Linked DNA regions of Mus musculus: all the other regions are linked to region 1. The links are chromatin contacts, called in public capture Hi-C and promoter capture Hi-C maps. All regions are on one chromosome and are shown on one strand. The core of a region is the stretch at or near the end of the contact, and the rest is flanking DNA. Distances in the headings are between cores, read along the strand shown.

Region 1 (3,783 bases), core at 929-3,428:
GCAGGGCTTCATAAGGCCCCGCTCGTCTCTGAGGACTTACAGACAGTCCATGGTGACTGAGAAAGAGGCACTTCTTCAGCCATGGAAACACTAGTAAGTTACTTGTGCTCTTATAAATAAATCCTCATGTGTGTTCCCATAAGCCATCCTAATTAGACTGGCTGGGTCATCAAAGAGGGGAGCTGTGGAAGGGGAGACAATGTGGGAAGAGAGGGTATCAGCAGGAGTAGGAAGGTGATGGAGGTAAGTATGATCAAAACACACACATACACACGAATTTAAACATCACATGGGGCAGGGGAGACGGCTCAGCAGGGAAAGCACTGGCCACACAGGCCTGACAACCTGAGTCTACGGAGTTTGATCCCCAAGGCCCACCGAAAGGTGGAAGGAGTCAACTCCACAAAGCCGACTTCTCACCTCCACACACCACAGCACAGGCTGGCACTCACACACACACAAACTACAGTAATGGTATTTTTAAAAAGTCAGTCAAATTTATCAGATAAAATTAATATATGCTAGGAACAAACTAAAACATGCAGAGCTTTTTTTTTCTGAGATCTTGTTTCCATGCCACTGGGAGAACAACTTCTAGCCAAAGCAATTAGAAGCAACCCAAAATACCCTTGTGGCCTTCTAGCAGTTACTGTTGAGAAAGCAGAGGCATCAGGGAGCGGGGAGTAAAATGCCGTCCAGCTCCATCACACCTTAAGCCTCAGTCTTAGGCAAGCCGTTCACTTTTCTCAGGCACAGGTTCCTCATCTACAAGAGCGGGTGACATCACCAGCTGCCTGACACTGTCTGTGAAGACTAAATGAGATAATACGCCTCAAAAAACTTCTTAAGCATCAAGTTGCTCTAAGCACTTCTCAGAAGAGATAAATACCCCTATTCTTGTTATGAATATACCGGGTGACAGGCATGGCACAAGTACAGAACCTTTTAAGAGGTCAGTAACTTCCCCCCTCTGAGCAGACTACAAAGTAAAACTGTGGGTGGGGAATGGCCAGGGTGTCTAGAATACCCATATGCACTAGCAAGCTACACACCTAAGTCCTTCTGGTTCCAAGTCATCTTCCCCTTCTTGGAAGGCTCCATCCCATTAGTGATAAGTAGTACTTAACCACGTGTTTTGTGGAGGGGGAGGGGCTCAACAGGACCCACCCCTACACGAGGATTTATGGGCAGTTAACGGTTGCTAGGGGGAGGGGCTCACAACACAGCCACCCATTCCTGAGGTGTTGTGTCCCCACCACCACCACACCCCCAAACCTAACACCTCACATGAGTTATTGGTGATTGAGGGAGTAGCAGGCATTTTCTTCTGTAGTGTAGCCACGGGCAAAACGCCCATGCTCCTCAAAAGAACCTAATTTTTGTAAACTGCGCTAGGGCATGGAATTAGAAGGGACTAAAAAGTGAAGGGAAAGGGTCAGTGGGAGGGGAGCACGAATAAAATAAATTATACACACGGATGAAACGTCATCATGAAACCCGTTATATGCAATTAACATGTTTTGTTTTGTTTTTTTAAGCATCATGTCCCAAGCTACTCCAGACGCCCTGCTTCCCACGAAGGGCAATCCCATGATCTGATTTACAGATGAGAAGACTCAACGCCACGCTATGCAGCCTCAAACTCAAGCACTCAGACTTCAAACAGTTCTCTTGGTCTCCACATAGAGTATCCTGGCCGTTCACCCTCTTCCCACTTGGAGCCCTTTCATATACAAGTCTCCTCGGCAAGTGTCAAGACCCCAATGGGCAGACAGGTCTGCTGCTGCCAGAGAAGGCAAGGGGTTTGTCCAAGGTCACACAGCGAGCCAGGCACCGCCCTGAGGCTCGGACCTCAGGTTCTTGCTTCCTGAGCTGCCTTTCCAGCCAGGGCCTGGGACTGTGGCCCCGGACCGGCCGTGAGGAGCGAGCACGGGCGGCCGAGACTGGGGGGTCGTACCGGCCGCGCCCGAGAAAAAGCCGGGTGGTCAGAGATACCACAGAGGCCGGACAAAGGATGCTGCGGCTCGCAGAGCAACGACATCGGGATAATGCTGGGCGCCCCGCGGTGACCCCAGCATCTCGAACTCACCTGCGGCCGCAGCCGAGAGCGGGCGGCGGCGGCGAACCCGGGGCTCAGCCATTCCCAGCTGCCCCGGATGGGGAGAGACCGCGGCGCTCACTTCCTTAGCAACCCGGCTCGGCGACCCACTTCCTTAGCAACCGCGTCAATTTCAATAACTTTATTGGGCCTCCGAAGCGAGGAGCTCGCCGAGGGGCGGAACCCGGAGTGCAGCGGCGTTTTCCAGGTTCCCAGCGCGCGGACACTCTGACCCTCCTAGGCACCCGGACTCGGTCCTCTGGTCTCGGGTGCCTCAGTTTCTCCGTTTGTGAAACAGAGCCCAGTATCTTGGTCACACTACGCGCTTTCATCCTCCCCTTCTGAAAGCTCTTTCAGGTCAGTTCTCTGATCTGGGTCTCAGATTAGTATTGAGTGGCTCCCAATTAAGGCCACCCAGGGATGAAGGAAAATCTGTCCTGCCTGTCACTTTCATTTGGCCATCGAGTCCCACAGTCTGCCTTTCATATATTCCTGCTTTTCTCCACTTTTTTAAAGAACAGCACCACAAGCAAGGCCAGGCCACCTGTCATCTTTAGACTCGACTGCAATTCTTGTTCTCTGTTAATAGAGTATAAGGCCTGACCATCCATTCCCGGCGAGGTGACCTGAATAATAATTTAAAACCTGAAGCACATCCCTGCAAGGCATCCTTGGAGTCCCACTATTCTTACCATCAACTCAAAAAACTTTGGTTGAGCTTGATGGCTCATGACTATAGTTCTAGCACTCGGGAAATGGAGGCAGGAGGATGAACAGCTCAAGACCATGCTTGGGTACAGAGCAAGTTCCGAACTACACAGCGAGACTCTGTCCCTCAGTATCAAAAATAAATACACATAATTGTAGGGAAAAGATGCTACCCTCTGATGGCTCAGTGGGTAAACGCGTTTGACGGCTTGAGGTAGATTCCAGGGACCCACCCGGCAGGAGAGAAACAACTTAGGTTGTCCTCTGACTTCAGCACATGCAAACCAGCTGGGCTGGGAGTGCATGGTTGGCATCTCGACTAGATAGTCTGAACAATAATTTGAAAACCGGAATCACATCAAGTCATCCTCCCTGCATAGCATCTTTGGAGTCCGGCTACCCTTCCATCAAAGCAAAAAGCACTCTGGAAGGAGGAGTGGGCAGATCTCTGAGTTGGAGGCCAATGTGGTCTACAGAGCAAGTCTAGGAGAGCTGGAGCTACACACAAAGAAAAAAAAAAGATACCTACCAAACTGACGCAAAGTAAAGTTTACCTGTATTGGTTACAAACACATTATGTGTTGTTTACAAGAACATAATGCAATATATGTGTTTATGTTTCATCTCTTCTGTATCTCTTGGTAGTTTCTAGGGCTAATAATTGCCAAAATTTTCTCTCATTTTCATTAGTTCTTTTAGTTGCTCTTTGTACCCTCTCCCATTCTGGGCTGTTGTGTTTTGTTTTGTTTTAAGATTTATTTATTTATTGCATATAAACACACTATAGCTGTCTTCAGACACACCAGAAGAAGGCATCTGATCCAATTACAGATGTTTGTGAGTCACCATGTGGTTGCTGGGAATTGAACTCAGGACCTCTGGAAGAGCAGTCAGTGCTCTTAACCGCTGAGCCATCTCTCCAGCCCCTGGGCTGTCCTTAAATTCACTAGGAAAACAAAAATAACCTGGAACTTCTG
Region 2 (3,783 bases), core at 724-3,223, 230 kb after region 1:
CTTGACCTCTTTCTCCAGGTAGTCACACAGCAGGATGTGGGGGTCGATGAGGTAGTCAGGGGGATAAAGAGGCATAGAGTGCAGGGGCCTGCGACTGACACTGCTTCTGAAGGCAGCCTGGCGTGCAGCCTTCGGGAACACCAGTCTTCGGATGGGGGACACAAAGCCCTGGTAGAGACAGGAAAGTCCCAGTAACTATAGCACTGGCTTTATGAGCTCTGGTTTGCTTCCACAACCTCAGTTAATCCTCCTAAAAACTGCGGGAGGTGCAGCCCTGCAGGTCCGCCCTCCCCCCCTCAGGTGGAGAAGCAAAGAGACTCCAGGCTGAGAGCTAGAAAGAACACCAGCAGGTAGGACATCGTAAAGCTGCATTTTAAGTACCCAGGGAGGGTGAAGCTCCTGCCAGCCAGATTCAAAGAACGGCCAAGGCCCCAGGGCTAAGTGGAGGATAGCTAGGCATTTATTAGGCTATTGCTTGTTTGTGAGTTAGAATTATGCAATAAATAAATGTAAGTATAATCCAGAGACACCGATACAAAGACACCCAGGATGGATCGAGGGAATCTGAGAGAACTGCTGTTTCCTGGATCCCATCCTGAGCCTATGGAATCCGAAGCCCTGGGGGCAGCAATCTAGCGGCATTCTAGAACTACGTTGGCAGTTTCTAAAGCAAACCATCAATTCTGGTGACACGGGTGGCATGCTATTTAGCTTCCCCAAAAGACAGACACAAACAGGATGGGCGGCCACCTAGGAGCCTAATCAGATGGACCTCACTGGGTGAATTCTAGCACTCATGAGGCTGAGGCAGGAGAATTGCTGTGGGTTTAAGGCCAGCCTGAGCTATACAGTCAGTGAGTTTTTAAGATCAGCCTGGGTTACATGGTTAGACCTTGTCCCCTAAATAAATACATAGACCCCTGAGAATTTGTGCATGTCAGCCCCAATGATTCACATGGGGGCACGTTGATGTGTCTGTACTGGGGATTTTATCCAGAGCCTCACATAAATACTTCTGAGCTGGATACCTCCAGCTCTCTTGGCACTTAAAATTCTTATTATCAGTTTGCAGGTTAGGGAATCAAACCTGGGACCTTGCATGCTAGATAAGCATTCTGCCAAGGAACGGGTCCCCCCTCCCCCCAGCCCACTTTTACAGTTTTGAGACAGGTTCTCAGTAAATTACCCACACTAACTTTAAACTTGTAATCCTCCTGCCTTAGCCTCCAGAATAGCTGGGATTACAGGCCTGTGCCACCGTACTGACCTCATGTGAGTTCCTTATAAAACATTCTGAACCCCGTTTCTTAGGTGGAGGGAGCCCCGTGTGTATGAGGGTGCAGTGGGAACTGGGAAGTGGAAAAACCTCTCAAATTCAAAAGAGGAGGAAGGTGGAGAAAGGACTTGGGTTGGCTTAAACTGAGGTCTCAGGAGTGAGTTTTTGCACAAGGGTAGGGGAGGGCAGGTGTAGGCTTGGGAAACAGCGGGCAGGGGGCAGGGAACAGGTGAGAGGCCCCAGCCTGGATGGGCAATCTGCCAAACTATAATCATCTTGGCTGGGCCTTACTGTCTGGGTGATTGGGGAGGGAAGGTGTCTGCTGTGTGTCTGTCTGTCCCTTTCTCTGAGAGGCTTCGGGAAGCTACCACCAGAATGTCCAAGAAACAGGAAGACCCTGTCAGTCTCTCAGTAGACGTATGACAGAGGCCACTAAGACTGAAGCTTAGACCGGAGCCCAGATGTCCGTCTGGCTGTCAGGGACAGAAAGAAACTTCCTTCCAAAAGAGAAGGCAGTCTCCCTTCCCTGTGCTGTTTGCTAACTCCACGTTGCTCACCTCTGTATCCACCTTCAGAGACATTTCCCAACCCTGGCCCTCTCAACCCCCCACTCACCTTCTTCCCTTTCTTGGCTTCATATTCCATGGTGAAACTGCTCCTCTTGTCCTGCCACCCTCCTCTCCCCCTCCAGACCCCCCTCCATTTCCTTTGTTCTTTTTCCTGCCCGGTCGGAAACTCCACCAGTACCAGAGTTCCTGCCCCTCCCATCTGATGGTGGGGGTGGGGGCAGATGGAGAACACTGCCTTGGAACCCTGCAACTGAAGGGTGGGAGCCAAACATGGCGTCTAAGGGGCTCGGCACTTGTTGGAGCAGACTGAGGAACGGTCCCCCGAGTTGGAGATCACATTTGGGTCATTCCCTATGTCTGCCACCAACCTTGCTCAATGACTTTGGCAAGATAAGACATTAAAAGCCTCTTTGAAAGCCTGCTGCCTGTTTCTCTGTATACACCAGGAGAAACCCCGGCCTTTCTCTGAGAAATGAATGAGTAGGTGGAAAGTGCTTCAGACTATGTCCAGGCAAGTTAACATAATAGTAGTGGTAGTGGTGGTGGTGGTGGTGGTGGTGGTGGTGGTGGTGGTAGCAGTAGTAGTAGTAATAATAATAATAAATCCTTATTTTTCAGAGATGGTATATGGGGGCCTCTGGGACTGGCTGCCTGCTACTTACTTCACCACTTATGCCTCAGTTTCCACATTCAACCTGACCTCATAGTACTTTGACTAGGATTAAATACACTTAGAACTCCTGGAACATATGAAATACTCAATAAATATTAAATATTTACTATTAGGGATACTCAATAATAGAGCACTTACCTAGCAGCCTGCAGGCCCAGGGTTCTGTCCTTAGCACTGCAAATGAATAAATAAAAAACCAAATTCTATTTCCTTATCTGTGGCTTCCGGGCTGCCTCACTGTCTTTTTGGCATATTTTTATCTCCTCACTGTATCTGCGACCATGATTTCAGTGACATAAATTTTAAAAATGCAGTTTCGTGTGCAGATCCTGGCTCAAGGTCACGTGGGCGGCGTGCTCGGCAAGGATTCTGCATTGGGGGTGGGGGTTCATGTCACACAATGAGTATAAGAACGTGGGGCTTCCAGCCTCGCTGGACCTGAAGTCTAGTGTCCAGTGCTGCTGGGGCTCTAACCTCCTGTGTGCCTTAGCAGGCACACTTGGGGTGTTCTGAGTGGCCCGTGGGCACCTGCCACAGCACCTGGGTTCTGGATGCCAGAGCTCTAGAACTGCTTTGCTGGTGTCCCTGGCTGCAGTGAATATTCTAAGCCCTGGTCTTCAGCGTCCCGACCTTCCCAATGAAAGGGTGATCCCCAAAATCCTCTCTTGCTAGTGCTCCCTATGGTACGGAAGACACAGGGCCACAGATCATAAACAGCAGGTGCCAAGGTTTGGAACTCTTTGCATGGTAGTTTTGAAAGGGTGGGTGTACCATGTCAGGTCTCTTATCACTCTTGGGTGTGGGAGCTACAGGACACCCCCAACCCTAGCCATTCCTATCTTTCTCCACACACCAGAAAGGAAATGGTCCCGGCAGTTTGGTCCCAGACTTACAGCCTCTTCCTCCTAAGACCATGCATCCTGCCAGTCACGTCCGAGCACTGGAACATGAGACCTCCACTCTGCCTGCTGGGCCAGTGAAAAGAGATCAGGATATGCCAGCCAATCCCTGACTCTGCTCTGAGTATCAAAATTGCTAAATTACCCCTTGAGCCAGTCTAGAGTTCTAGCCTTGCTGTGATAGCAGGTTATGAAAGGCAGTCTCTGGTGAGGCTGTTGCAACTTATTTCCTGTCTCAGTCTCAGCCCCCCCCCGCCCCCGTTATAAATTTGGACCTTATTTTATTCTGAGGATCACTAACAGGACCAAATGTCACTGCTCGGAATCTCAACTAGGACAGGGGGATGACTAGAAAAAGAAAATGGC
Region 3 (3,783 bases), core at 850-3,349, 180 kb after region 1:
ATGCTGGTGTGAGAATCTCTCGGGCTGGACGGGAACAGTGGAAAGAACATCTAATAGGGTTCTGAAAGTTTTCCTTCAGCCATCTTTCTCTCTTCTCCGCCCCTCTTTCAGATTGTGTGTGTGTGTGTGTGTGTGTGTGTGTGTGTGTGAGAGAGAGAGAGAGAGAGAGAGAGAGAGAGAGATCACATGTGTGCAGGTGCCTACAAGACCAAGCCCAAAAGACGGTATGAGATTCCCTGGAGCTAGAGTTATAGGCAGCTGTGAGGTGTTTCTGTTGTTGTGAGCGATCGGTGAGAACTTAGCTAGCATCCTTGGAAAGAGCAGTGAGTGCTCTTAGATGCAGAGTCACCTCTTGGGCTCCCTTTCCTTCAGTTTAATGTCACCTTCAAAAGTAAGGGAACTTCCACAAGCCTAAATCCGAAATGCTCTAAAATCGGAGACATTTTGGGCACCGACAGGATGGTCCAAGTGGGAAAGTCCACACCTGATCTGAGGCTATCAATTGATGTAAAAATGGAGGAGCCATTAAAAATGTGTCATTAGTTATCTCTGAGGGATGAGAATGAAATGTGTGAAAATCTCGGGCCAGGAAGATAGCCCAGTTGGTAAAGTGAGTACCTTGCAAACAGGGGGAACTGAGTTACAACCCCCAGAACTCCTGAAAAAAGTCAGCTGGGAGGAAGGACCCTTGGGACCCACTAATCAGCCGGCCTCACCTACCCAGCAAAAGCCCCAGGCCGATGATAGACCCTGTCTCCAAAAGCAAGGTGGCCTTTGCTTGAAGAACAACATAGAGTCCTCTGGCCTCCACGTGTGTAGGAACCCCAGAGTACACACCAACCAGTGAACACATACAGAAGCACGTGTAACATACACAAATGTCTCTTTAAGACCTAATTTTCACTCCAGGATGCCTCGCTGTGCACTTGACATACAGAATTCTGCCACACTCGGAAATCCTAAACCCCTCTGATCAGGTGTAGTTTGGATAGGGAACATTCAACCTGTCCTCTTACCATCTCCATCCTGCAGCTATGCAAACAGAGGCACAGACAAACCAGGCTCTCTCTCCAGTACCCAGCAGCACTGCTCCCCTTCTCTGGACAACTCAGCTTCAGATGAATGTAAAACAGCCCATTTTACAGAGTTGGAAGCTGGAATCCAGAGAGTAGCCAGTGACATGCCCCAGTGTCACACAGAGGAGATGGTGGTAGATTGTGGTCTTTGTGTAAGAGGTTCTGGAGTTGGATGTACGCCTGTTAGGGGTTCAGCTGGGAAGGCAGGGGAAGATGTAAAAGAGGGGACTCAGATATACACCTATAGCCAGGCCTGGGTGTGGCAGGCATGGGCTTGTCTTGGCCGGGCTGTTCCTTTAGCCATGGCTGCTGTCTACCTGCGTGACCTGCCACCCACCCACCATCAATGGGAACTGAACGGGCCTTTCCCTCCCCTCCAGCTTCTTCTTCTTGGTGTGTGTGTGTGTGTGTGTGTGTGTGTGTGCAGAAGGGGAACCTGGTTAGACAGAGAAGCCTCAGCTCAGCACTGCCATTCCCCTGCCTGAGCTTCCTCTATCTAGGGCTATCCCAGGGTCGCCCTGGGTGGCGGCAATTCGCCTCACCTGGCCACCTGGGTACCCTCCACCTTTCGTAGACTGCGCATCCCACCGCCGGGGATCGGTTGCTCCTAGGACGGGTTCTTCCTTCCTCGGCACCCCCACAGCTCGCCCAGGATCTCAGATCCCTGGAGCCCGAGGTCTGCACGTTCTCGGGGACGGGGGTGTGTCCCATTCCCGCCCTCTCACCCCGCACTCACCTGGGCGCCCGCCCTTCGCTTCGTGGGCAGCCCGGATCCTCGCAGCTAGACCGACCCCCCAGCGCTGCGGCCCCTGGTGGCCCCGGACTTCAGAGCCCGGAGCAAGCGACGAAGACTTGCGGGCTACAGAGGCTGCGTTGGCGCTCGGAACGGGTCAGAGCCCCCTTCACGGGCGACTTTGGTCCCCTCCCACCCGTCTGAGAGCCGCCGCGGGGAGTGCAAGCTGGGAGCCGCAACCCAGTGGCGCTCACTGGCCATCTGGGCGCCTTAGCCGCACCCTGGGTGATGCAAACCCCGCCCCCAAATACCCCGACTCCGCCCTCTAAGAGCCTAACTCCCACTCTGGCTCTCTTGTCTCCTGCTCTAAATTCACCTCCAAAGAATTTCAGCATTTCTTTGCTAACCCTGTCCTCAAGGGCGCTAACCAGTCCTTGAAGGACTTACTCAGACACCAAGGTTTGACCCGCCCTCCCAAGATTCCCAGTCCCCCTCCCCCACTAGTGCGTTTAAGCCCCCCATGATGTAATGAGCCTGTCCAAAGGATTCTAAACCCTATCCCCAGAGATTTTGGACCCCTACCTAAGAGACCAAATACCCTTGGATTCCCTAAAGAATTGTAATATTTTACGTTTATTGTTTGACTGGTTGATTGTTTCCGTGTATGTGTGTAAGTACCCTGGAGCCTCAGAGCGGTGTAGAGGTTAGAGAACAATTTGGAGGACTAGGATCTTACCTTCCACCTTCCGAGTTCCGGGGACTGAACTCAAGCAGCCACGCTTGGCACCAGGCGTCTTTACCTGCAAAACCATCTGCCTCCTCCTGGGGAAAGATTTTCAATCTCACTTTCTATTCTGTTCCCAGTCCTAACCCCTACAAATTCTCTAGATTTGTAATCAAATTTTCTGAAAGGGTTTTAATCTCGAGAGCGCGCGCGCGCGCGCTTGTGTGTTCTAGAGAATGGAATCCAGGGCCTCTCTCTCCGTAGTTTGTACTACAGCCACCAGCCCCCTACGAGACCTTAATCCCATAGGTCCTAAATCCTGCACTGGAGCAATCAACCGATCCTATCCTTCCTTTCAAAGATCCTAAACCAGCCGCAGAAGGAATGTAGCTCCCTTTAAGTCTAACCACGCCCTGATAAGTCTAACCTCTCCCTCTAGGATTCTGGTGGGTCTCCACCGCCCTTCCACTTCGGTCCCTCCCACATGCAGCGGTTTTCCCTCCACCCGCCCACCCACCGCTTATTCAAACTCCATGCAAAGTCTGGCGCCCGCGGGAGTTCTTTGCCTTATTCTGGGCTGAATATGGGACTGCTCAGAGGACCTCCCAAGTTGAAGAGAGGAAGTCTTACTGGCAGACCACTGAGGTCCTGTTTGCATGGCATATTCCACTCAGCCTGAGACATCATTCAAAACGACAGGGACCAACACTCTCTAAACTGCAACACACACCTGCAGAAACGTACAGGAGTCCTCCCTCCTCTAGCCAGGCCAGACCACCAGTATCTCTCATTCATTCGCTTACGCGTGCATGTAGGCATGCGTTTAGCAGTACTATGTTTTAAGTATGAATTCTGAGCGCGAGCGGTGTTAGCAGCTCTAGAGTTCCACCCGCTAGGCCCAGTAGCAGTTCTGACAACCAGAGCTGCCTCCTACACAGCCTGGTCCCCAGCCCACGTAGAAATCCCAGTCACCCAACACTAATGTGTTTGCTATGTATTTTAATATATTCATGCCCTATTTCTAAAAATAGACCGAGTCTTGAACAGGTTTAATTGACTTGGACACAGAAGTGAAATTAGTCTGTGTAGCAGTAAACAATGCTTGTTATCTACTGAGTGAAGGAGATTGAGATGGGAAAGAAGCCAATAAAGGCAGCGTCACAGAGCTAGCTGTCCGGTTGGGACAGAAGGCAGTGTATTATACACACACATTGTCACCCCCTGCTTCCAACCTCCCGGTCCCCGATTAT

What was found. Promoter capture Hi-C pulls out the DNA fragments that hold promoters and counts their contacts. Capture Hi-C pulls out chosen DNA fragments and counts their contacts.
Region 2: a promoter capture Hi-C map of liver shows a contact between it and region 1. The contact joins the promoter of Ccm2l here to the promoter of Kif3b in region 1. A contact is called at or near these places in 5 of 39 promoter capture datasets (embryonic stem cells, liver, macrophages and 2 more) and 3 of 9 other capture datasets (adipose tissue, liver and macrophages).
Region 3: a capture Hi-C map of macrophages shows a contact between it and region 1, with 2.4 times the contacts expected there. The contact joins the promoter of Hck here to the promoter of Kif3b in region 1. A contact is called at or near these places in 1 of 115 datasets of contacts at active chromatin or transcription factors (bone marrow-derived macrophages) and 4 of 9 other capture datasets (adipose tissue, liver, macrophages and 1 more).

The regions. Positions count from the first base shown.
Region 1 is chr2:153,289,811-153,293,593 of GRCm38.p6, reverse strand. Kif3b (kinesin family member 3B) reads right to left here and starts at 2,178. Exons shown (of 9, transcript NM_008444.4): 1 at 2,090-2,178. Gm39961 (a long non-coding RNA gene) reads left to right here and starts at 2,168. Exons shown (of 3, transcript XR_866869.2): 1 at 2,168-2,455.
Region 2 is chr2:153,064,145-153,067,927 of GRCm38.p6, reverse strand. It overlaps Ccm2l (cerebral cavernous malformation 2-like), which reads right to left and starts at 1,973. Exons shown (of 10, transcript NM_001372363.1): 1 at 1,892-1,973; 2 at 1-168. The coding sequence starts at 1,921.
Region 3 is chr2:153,106,784-153,110,566 of GRCm38.p6, reverse strand. It overlaps Hck (hemopoietic cell kinase), which reads right to left and starts at 2,099. Exons shown (of 13, transcript NM_010407.4): 1 at 1,813-2,099. The coding sequence starts at 1,874.